Linked DNA regions of Mus musculus: region 2 is linked to region 1. Evidence: chromatin contacts called from public HiChIP or PLAC-seq data. All regions are on one chromosome and are shown on one strand. Each heading gives the region's core, a stretch centred on a gene start, on an enhancer-like site or on the middle of the called end of the contact. The rest is flanking DNA. Distances are from core to core; before and after follow the strand shown. Region 1 has its middle 59 kb from the start of Usp51. Region 2 holds the start of Mageh1 (melanoma antigen, family H, 1).

The links. HiChIP or PLAC-seq counts read pairs in DNA pulled down with a chosen protein or histone mark.
Region 2: an H3K4me3 HiChIP or PLAC-seq map of neural progenitor cells shows a contact between it and region 1, with 23 read pairs. The contact joins the promoter of Mageh1 here to the enhancer-like site in region 1. A contact is called at or near these places in 2 of 39 promoter capture datasets (cranial neural crest and embryonic stem cells), 5 of 484 Hi-C or Micro-C datasets (embryonic stem cells and nephron progenitors), 1 of 115 datasets of contacts at active chromatin or transcription factors (neural progenitor cells) and 1 of 9 other capture datasets (adipose tissue).

Annotation. Positions count from the first base shown.
Region 1 is chrX:152,944,953-152,950,233 of GRCm38.p6, forward strand. No RefSeq gene overlaps it. Among named protein-coding and RNA genes, the nearest start is that of Usp51, 59 kb to the right of the region's middle. Within about 2 kb of position 1,444, at least 19 of the 459 cell types and tissues checked have an H3K27ac peak or open chromatin away from gene starts, as enhancers often do. A contact at or near this core is called in neural progenitor cells, where this site is marked.
Region 2 is chrX:153,033,820-153,039,018 of GRCm38.p6, forward strand. It overlaps Mageh1 (melanoma antigen, family H, 1), which reads right to left and starts at 3,744. Exons shown (of 1, transcript NM_023788.3): 1 at 2,347-3,744. The coding sequence starts at 3,519. The coding sequence ends at 2,863. 9530051G07Rik (RIKEN cDNA 9530051G07 gene) reads left to right here and starts at 3,810. Exons shown (of 4, transcript NR_040272.1): 1 at 3,810-3,875; 2 at 4,620-4,965.

The sequences.
Region 1 (5,281 bases), core at 194-2,693:
TTCTGTCACTTGCACAAGGGTTGTTCTTGTAGATTAAATATAAACTTAGTGTTTGATATCTAGACACATAGACTCTTATTTCCTCCCCAGGCACCAAATCTGAACAAGGATCCAAGAATTTTCAGGCTTTCCATAAAGAATTTGTCTTTATCAAGGCAGCCATGAAGATATGAGGGAGTAGAGGTTCAGGGTTTTGCTGGAAAAATCCCTCATTTCTCATGCTTCTTTCATGGTTTTCTTCTCGGACTCCAATCAACCACCCTTTGTCTTTATTTCTTTATTCTTCTCCTAGGCAGCCTCAAATTTTTCCTGGACCTGATCTATTTAGTTATGAGCATCCACTTCACCCCACCACAGTAGAACAGTTATAAATAAATTACTTCTATCTGCCAATTTATAAGGGTAAATCTGACCCCCTGACTATTAATAGATTATCTAAAGGGCCATTATGTATTCTAGTGCTAAAGACAGCACTTAGCAAAACTTGCTAGTTTACATTGTATATACATGTGCATTTTTCCTAATGGATGCCTGCACAGTATAAACCAACAAGTTAGTTGTGGCTAGGTAAGATGGATACATTGAGTCTCATGGATCTTATTACCTGTACTCAGATAACTGAAAATTTATATTAATATATATGCTCACAGTTACTATAGATATAGATATGTAGACATATGTACATGTGTGTACATACCTGTGTAAGTATAATGTATGTGCATAAACAACTAGTAGAAATGTAACAAAATAAAAAATACATATGGCAAGATACCTAGGTCAGTTAGACTCACAGAAATGGCCTCTGACCCTTGAGATGCATTATAAATGCTGTGCTGATTGTAAATGTATAATTGCTTCATAGAGTTCTGCCAGCTGTGGCAAGCAGGCATTTCAATTCTGCATTCATGCAGCATTTAAAATTCTCACTGGATCATCAATTAAGTTCGATACAGAAGTTGATGTATATTAGGAAGATTTGTTATCACCATCTCCTTATTCTCTTGATGTCAGTAACAATGGATGGGCCCATATGAAGTGTCAGGTGCATTTTAGTTATGTTATCTAAATTACTCCTCATGGTGTCCTTCTGAGATGAATGTAATGATTATGTTTTACAAATGAGGAATATGAGACATAGGGAGATTAGTGATTGACAAAAGGTCAAAGAGCCCGAGAGGTGAATATATCTGCTTGTTCCAGAGATTCTATTTTTACCACTGGATTATAATGCCCTCTGATATTTGGCATTCTGACTTGAGGAAAAAAGAAAAAAGAACCCAGCCCCAAATGTGAAGATTACATTTTACGTGGAGAGTGGTATTTTCCATTACCAAGAGGCTCAGCTACATTTTACCAGGGACATAACGTGAAGACAGTGCAAAGAGAAAATAGCTGGATGACGAGTGGGTTTGCTAAGCAACAGCTTATTAAATCTAGTGAAACCATGGTGATGGAACACTGTGGTCCCAGACATGCACTTACTTAACACTGAAAAGCACAGACACAGCTATTGGGAACATCTGGGAAGATAAATCAGGACTCCCAGCCTTTGAAAACAGAAAACCTCATCAATATTGCTATTATCACAACACATGATGCCAAAATCCAAGCAAAGAAGCTTACAGACTCATAATTAAAAATGTCATTGTTATACATGAAGATGAGTTTTAATTTTTTTCTTGACAGTCTCTACTTGCCTTACGAAGCAGAATTATCTCATTTTGATTTTTTAAAATGGTAGGTACTATATAATGAATTGATCACTTTGGATTTTAGTGTTTGCAGGATGCTTTTTTGTTTCATTTTTTTTTAATCATGTGTATGTGCACATGCATGCCACAACATAAAATCATTTACAGATATAATAAAACAGGAAATGAATTTGATAAGTGATGTGGTGTGAGAATTTCATGTAGCTAATAGACTCACCCAGAGATGAAGAGCTCTAGACATTTAACAACTGCTCTTAGAGGAGGACAAGGTCCTGACAGGTGATAGTCCCAGGTGCTCAGCTCAGCCTTCAAAGCCGTACATACATAAGAGAAGAACACAATGGACTCAGCAGGCTCTATAATGCATTTATATGTCTATGTAATAACAATAATCAAAGAAGATGAGATCATGAATTTGAGGTGTTTGGGGTGGAAGGAGGGTGAAAATTATGTATATAAAACGCAAGTGTATGAAATTCTAAAAAAATAAATAAAGTGTCTGATAGTTCTCATTTCTCTCTCATGTGTTAAATAAGCAAGCAACTGGTAGAATAGATCAAATTTTCTTCACCAGTGTCGAATATATTCAAATCACACCATAAAATCCAGTATATCTTCAAGACATTTAAAATGTTTAATTGTTAACCATATTAACCATATTAAACTCATAAGTTCTATAACACACTTTTTTCTGTTTTACTGATTTTTTTCTTACAGTTTTTCTATTGTGTATGTCATTTTTTCCATACTAATTTCATTTTGTACAGCTGCTCATTTCTCCATATATTTACAACAGTCTTTGTTTCTGTGGACTATGGTACTGTCATGGTGTGTGTGTGTGTGTGTGTGTGTGTGTGTGTGTGTGTGTGTGTGTGTGTAATTGTCTCTGTGTGTAACCTTTCTGTTAACTAAAAATGTTCATCATTACAAAAGCTTCTTCCCTTTCTCTACCAGTTATTTTCATCTTAAAATTTATTAGTTTGATATATTAATTCCAGTTCTCTCTTTCTTTGTTGTTTTATTTTCTTTTTCATTTACTCTTTGAAAATGTCATTCACCTGCTCCACCCTCTTATCCCCCTTCCATCTCCTAGGCTCCCTCCTTCAAGCACACCCCCACCTCCCCAGTTGCAGGGTTCTTTGATTGTTTTACTTTGGTTGGTTTTGCTGGTTACCCACTGGGTTTAAGCAGGTTTGCCAACAGGAGTATGGCTGTGAAGTTATCCACAGCCACAGGACAATTCACACCACTAAAGTTAATGACTCCCCTCCACCAGCACCAATTAGCTGCTGTCATGGTTGGTTTTAATGTCAAGTTGCTACAAATTAGATTCACTTGAGCAGGGATCCTCACCTAAAGAATTGTTCCTTTGATTTCCTTGATTGAAATAGGGAGAACCCACCCCAAATACATCGTAGCTGTACAATTTACATCCTCTTATATTGTATTGCCATCAGTATAGTTTCACAATTATTGTTTTCTATGATTGCCTCTTAAATTTGAAGAAAACATTGACAACAGAGTACTGTCTTTTATATTTGTTTGGGCATGACCTTTTACTATTAATTAACGTTTAACCATTTGAAATTTGTAATATGTGTCTAGTTGTTTCATTTTCCCATAAAAGACTCCCTCTCATACTTGTTTATAATAAATGATGTCTTGTTGCTTAAGACAAACTAAAAAAATCCTTTTGCATCAGTCTCTTGAGTGGATCTACAAGTCCGTATTGCCCCAGCCAGCTCCTTTAGCAGTTTTTGCAGAAAAGAATTGCTAGTGACGCATTGCCTCAATATGTTTATCAGATAGTATCTTGATTATTCCTTCAGTTTTGAAGGATATGGTTTTGCAGATATGTATTTTTAGTCCGTTTCTTTCATCGTTTGAATATGTTGTTCACAAGCAATCTGGTTTCCATGGTTTCTAATAAGTTTGTTATACCTTGAATTTGATGAGTCACTTCGCTAGCTGCATTTGGATTTTTTTCTTTTCCCTTGCCTTCTTAATCTTTTAAAATTATATTACATTATTTAGTGTGTGTGTATGTATATGTGTGCACGTACATGCACGTGGGTGGTGTATGTGTGGGAAGGTTATACATGTGCCACAGCAAACCTGTGGAAATCAAAGGACTATTTGTGGGAGTCGGTTCTCTTCTCCCAGCACTTGGGCCCCAGATATTGAATGCAAGGATCATGCTTAGCTACAAGCACACTTACCAGCTGAATCATCTTGCTGGCTCCTTAATTTTTATTTCTATTTACATGCATTAGTTGTACAAATTGATATTTTCTAGCATGACTTTTCATACATGCAACCAACACACATTGATCAAATTCAACCTCCTTTGAGAACCTTCATCTACACATCAGTCTTTGTCTTTTGGATGATTTAAATATGATGCCTTCAGCTCTTTTAAAACATATATATTTGTAATTATCCTTTGAGAATTTCATACACGGATACAATGTATTTTGAGCATATCTATTCCCATGTTCTCATCTGTTTCCTCCCAGATCCCTTCACCACCTCCGTCTCCCACCTTTCTAATGTCCTCTCCTTTAAATATTTTTCTAGCCATCTAAATCCAATTAGTGTTGCTTGTATGCCAATAGCACTTTAGCTAGGGCTGGGACCTTGTGAGTTCCTCCTTGTTGATGCCCTCTTGGTCTCATGCAGGTCTTATGTAGAACCTTAGATTATATCACCTTTTGTAGCACAGAATGGAAAAAAACTGCTATACATGTAAGTAATATTGTAGTATTCTGACCCTACAATAAAGAGATCATATATAATTAACTGAGTAGACTCTGTGTAATTATAAGCATATATAACAGTAGAAGAGGAAATAAAAAGAGATGAGCTGAGAAAATAGCACCAGAAAATATTCATAATAAATTCTGGATTTGAATGTGAGGGCATAGGGTCACAAGTCAAAGACTGTAAGTGAACTATGGGAACTAAAAAATAGAGCCAAAGAGATTCCTTCCACTTTGAAAGAAGAGTTCTCTGCTGACAAGTTGATTTTAATGAACCGAATCTCATTTTTGATTTATGACTTCTAGAACTACAAAACATGAAATTTTTGTTGTCTTAAGCCACCAAGTCTTGTAGCAATTTATTGCAGCAGCAAGAGGCAATTGGTATATCAAGTCAATATGCAAAAATAAATTGCATTTCAGTGTCTGTCAGCAACTAATAATCTTTAAGTTAAAAACAAAAATAGCATTTACAAAATTATTATACAGAGAAATATTTTAGGATCAATTTGATGAGCTAAACGCTCTGGGAACTAAAGATTATTTTTACCTTTATAGTAAATTAAAACTTTAATGAATAAACAACATTCTCCCGAGCACAAGACTGGATAGGCTAGGTCCACATTACATGCAGCAAAGCTGAACATGACAACAGTTTAACATGGTGTGCTATTGTGGATTTGATCTAATGCTTGTATTATGTTAATTGAATCCCGCAAATTGCACAAGGATCTGCATGTAAGACACTGAGGGTCCCTGCCCCCAGTTGGTTTGATTGGTAAGTAAAGTTGCTTGTGGCCAATGGTAGAG
Region 2 (5,199 bases), core at 2,494-4,993, 91 kb after region 1:
TTCTCACAGCCACTGGGCATCTTGCCTCCCTCAGTTCTTACTCCAGCAAAGGAAGGGGCCCTTTGCACTACTTCAGTAGTATGGCGGGAGAACTGATCCTGGAGGCAGATGAGCAGAGCTCCTTGGAGTTTCTGCCCCGGGGCAAAGCAGGCCACCCTACCCTCTGCTTCCACATGTAAGCAGGACAGAGCTTTCTGCTGGAGCTTTGGGAATTCCAGCTTCTATCTCTGGTACAGAGTAAAGCTGCAGGCTTACTCCTGTTCTCCCTCCCCCCCATAAGGAAAGGGTAGTCCCACTCTGGGTCTTCATCAGGCTATGGGCCTGTACTCACTGATAAGCATATTAGGCATTTGGACCTTTACTCCCAAGACACCATCAACATACTCAGGCAGGCTTTAGATGGACATAAATCACATCTGGCCCTGAGCTAGCTGGCACTTTTGTAAAACTGGCCCATTGATCATCCTGGCTTGGCAAAACCAAATGTGGCCCTCCCCTGGCACTCATGAAATACTGGAGCAACCTTTCTGCTACAGGCTCTCCTACTCCCTAGCTGACTTTCCTGGAGTTGAGGAACTGCTAAGAGGAACCTCCTATGAATTGAGCAGATTGAGTGGGTCTCTCTCCCTCTGCATGGAATTGATGGCTGGGGCTGAAAGTCACATTTCCTTTGAAGGCAGAGGCCCTGGGAGTGGGCATTGGCAAGCCATAACAGATGGCAGGGCAGCCTAGTATAAGGCAGTCTGGGGATGTGGAGAAAGAAGCAGGGTCTTGTCTCAGGTCTGCCACTTGTGTGGCTCTGGCCCAGAATGCTGTGTGCTGACCTCTCCCCTGGATTCCTTTGCTGCCTACCCCTTGAGAGGGACTGACAAACATGTGCCTTCAGGGGTGGTGACAAGCCTCTTTGATTACCTGTGCCAGGCTTCTCTGGCCCTTCCTGTGACATAGAAGCCACTCATCATCTGTGTTTGGAGCTTCTGAAACCTCGTCCACTCTGCTTCTGATGGAAGCATCCTTAGCCTGCAGACTGCTGCCTGTGTGTCCTTGGGCTTTGCATAAATCTTTTGCCATCCCGTGCTGCAGCCAGAGACTGGGCCTTGTCTCAGACAGAAGTCAGGTGAGACTCTAGTGAAGGAGGGATGAAAGTGTCTTGACCACTGTACTCTGTATGGTGTGCCTGGGCTAGGTGCCTGTCCTTCATGCTCCCTAGGAGACCCCAGTCTGTTCTTTTTATTACTTTCCTCGTGTTAATTGTGGTCAGCTCTAGAGCTGGTGAGTTGTTCTTGTACATGTTCTCAGGCAAGTCCCTAAGGAGAATGGGGAGGAGGTTCCCAGATCTCTACAGTTGTAGGTACTTCACTACCTCAAGGGAAATATGGAATAATATTACCTTGCCCCTGAAAACACAGAGAGAGAAACAGACAGGCATGCAGAAAGTCAGGCAGGCAGGCAGGCAGGCAGGCAGACAAACAGATACACACACACACACACACACACACACACACACACACTGAGTATTTTGGATTATGTGCAGAGCAAGAAACTCCAATGCTATGAAGTTACATGTCCAGTCTTCTCTCAGTATCCTTCAACATCAGAAATCCAGGTGTTTCAAAGCCCTTTTCCCATTGTCCCCAATTCACCATGAGTGTTGGTGACCTCAGTGTCACTGTCTTTTTGTAAAGTGCAACAGCCTTCTTATGATGTCCTGGTTCTCTTCCCCTCTTCTCCTGACTTTTTTCTTGTTCTGTTCTTCTCCCTTAACATACCTGAATATGTCATTGAGGAATTTCTATGTCCTGAGTATCCTTATTCTCCCCAGTGACCCTAAGTTTACTTCCCCACCCAATATTTACCTAAGGACCCCAAGGATCTTCTTAGTCTCTTCCATTTCTCTTACTGCTACTCCACAGCAGTCTATTTTTACCCTACCATCCTCTCTCAAGATAATTTTAGTGTCGTTTCTACTTCTTTATTATTTTAGAATGTTTTCAGGTCTTTGCCAATGGCTCCTGTCAAGGTCTGTTAAGTATCCAGTTCCACACTCAATACCAAGTAATATGGCCACCCTTCCTACTGTCTTCTGCATTCTAGAAATGCTCCTTGGGTTTTAAAGCATCCTGTGATACCCTCTTTTTTTCTGTTCTATTCCCCAAATGATGTCATCAGTTTGTCTTCCTTCTCCTTAGTCCCTGCCCATTCCCTACAACACTTACTGCATTTCCATTCCCCACCCCCTCCCACAATCTTGAAATTTCTTGGAAACTAGATGCTTTCTGTTAAGGACTATTCCCAGCATCTAAATTTGGTCCTCATTTAACAGGTGGACAATAAATGAACAAAACATTCTGTTTACTATGCTTTTATTTATACTATTTGCACAGTGAGCATATTTACAAATGTGTTCCATTACAAGACATCAGACACAAGGGAAAGACAGAACAAATCTGTAATCTTCTTCCACTCACACTTTACTGGTTATTCCAAACTTTCAAAGAACAGCCTCTCAGTGGTACTTTCTATCCATCACACAACATGACACAAAGACTTCATTTAATAAGGTTAGCACAGCTGTTAATATCAAATGCCAACGACAGAAAAAAATAACATAAACTTTTCCTCAAGTATATATTTAAACATATTGTGATTCTTAGTCAACAGTGTTATAAAATGAATACAAGATAACAATATCTATAGCAAACACTACTTTGCAGTTTAACAATTAGCACTGGTCACAAATACCAAATACAGTGCCCTCCCCACCCTCCACAACCTTTTGAATTCAGGACCCTGCCTATCTACTCCATGGAGCAGATACTTTGGATTCTCTTTTCCACTCCTAAGGGTTTGCCTAGGATCTCTCTATGGAGCAGAATAACCCCTAGCACCCGAATTGAGAATAGCCTCAACCTCTGCATCATCATCTGAATCCCAGTCATAGTTACATGGCCAGTCTTTGGAGCATCGGTTCCGAACTCTTGCCACAAAATGCATGACTTTCAGCTTGCTAGATTCCACGTGTGCTCGAGGGCCCCAGAAGAACTCATACTCCACTGGACTGCTGCGGGGCACTGGCTTATAAATCAGATACCCTCTGCGCACAAACTCTTCTGTAACGACCTTCTTCGGATCTCCAAAGATGCTGTGCTGCCTCCCAGGCTGCATCCCTAACTTCCCCAGCACTTTCCACACCAGGGCCTCCTTTGCGCTGTTGCCCATGATGAAGATGAGGGCTAATATGGACATTAGGAGACTTTTCTTGGTGCCCTGAAAATTGCTCCGGGTAACCGGCTTTTGCACTAGGGCAGTGCTCGAAGCTTCTGAAGGGGTACTGGAGGCCTTCTCCAGGGTGCTTGTGTCTTCCTCCGGGCCGCTCAGGTATTCTTCGGGTGTGCTCGGGGCTACAGAAGCCGCCATCGGGGTCTCTGAAGCCTCTGAGGCCTGGCTCTTGCGATTGTTGCGATTCTCTTCAGCTGCCTTTGCGTTCCGGCGGCGCCGACTCTTCCGTCCCCGAGGCATGGCTCCTGCAAAGCGATGAAAGCCTGCAGCACTTGGAGAAGGCTATTGGCAGCGTCGGAGAAAAGTGGCTATCTTACTCAGGGACGGCCGCTGAACCGCAAACGCCAGCGGAGCCTTTGTGGCAAGGAACCAGTCGCTTTCAGCCACAAAGCCCTTTCCCAGGCAAGCTGACTTGCGCAAGGAGTCGCCGCCCGCACTCCCTGTAGCGCCAAGCGCGCAAGAAACCAGAGCAGCATTGGCCCCGCCCCTCCTGCCACGCACACGCCAAACACCCAAGAGGAAGTGGGACTCTCCCGCACAGGAACTTCCGCTAGCCGAAAGGAAAAGGAGCGGGCTGCATTTTGAGTCCCACAATGGTAGTTAAGACAGCTAGGGGGCGGGGGGTTGCAGGGATTTGTCCTGCGCGCAAGAGAATGTCGGTCTTCTTTAGGCAGGTGCACACATTATCCTATTGGTTCATAGCTTTTGGCAAGCAGTGGGCCCTTCCAGTCTCACCAAAGGCGGGCTGAGAGGGGTGGGGTGGGGTGGGGGAGGGGTGCGGCGGGGCACAGGCTTGCAAGAGGTCAGCTGACCCCAGCCCTCCTTGGCTGCCTTGGCTTACACAGCATATTCACTCTCCCGCCTGGGTTTTCAGAAGGCGTTTATGTGTGGCTAATTAATTCGTGGGCCCATCAGGGACCCGAAGAATAGACTTAATGACCAAAGCGGTGGGTGAGGGGAGGCAGCAGTGCGCAGGAGACGCAGAGCCTGTACCCTGCTACGTGTTCGCCTGGTCAATTAAGCGGGGGCAGTGAGAAGATCAGGCTTAGATTTGCGCAGCCTCACGGAGGCCAGAGTACTTCCTGGCAGGCCACAGAGGAAGCAATTAGAATAAGAAGCAGCTGGATGAAAGTGAGCTGTTGCCATGGGGACTGAGAGACAGAAAGGCATTTGAAGGGAGACCACAGGCAGGCTTCAGACAATGGGTGGGAATGGGGAGCAGAGAGATGGTATGGTGCGGTTGGATCCTGGATTTCTAGGCCGGCCAGCCAGCTTACCTGCCTCGACTCGCTCCCCTCGGTGCACACTCTGAACTTTGTCCACTCCTTCTCTCTGCTCAGGTTCCTCTGCCTGAAATGCCTCCCCTCCATCCTCCACTCTCTAAGTACCACCTGCTTCTCCCAGGCAGCTTCCTCGCTCGCTCAAGTTCATTTCGGCCTGCCCCAAAGAGTAATGAGTCAGTTCCTACTCCCCCAAGGGAGGCCCCATAGCCAGGCATGCTGCTTTTCTTGTGTCATTTGAAGCGTGAACTTGCTCAGATCCTTCACCTCTCTGAGCCTGGCTTTCCCCCTTGAAAGTGGATGTAACTCAAGCACTGGCTTCAGAGTTGTGCGAATTCAACGAAAAGCCTTTACTGCCTAGTAAGCACAGATTTGCCTCTAAGTGCGTTGCAAGCAGCAGCAGCAGGTGAGAGTGGCATTTAAGAAATGCGCCTTGAGGGAATATGTGGTGGAAAGATTTTACATGTGTTCCGTTTTTGAAAAAATGGTTTGGTGTGAGTGTGTGTGTGTGTGTGTGTGTGTGTGTGTGTGTGCGCGCGCGCCCCGTGTGCTTGTGCCCTGTGTGCTGTATACACGAGGGGTTAGCAGAGGGCGTGGGACCCCCTGGGACTGAGTTAGAGGTGCTTGAGATCTGCTCGCT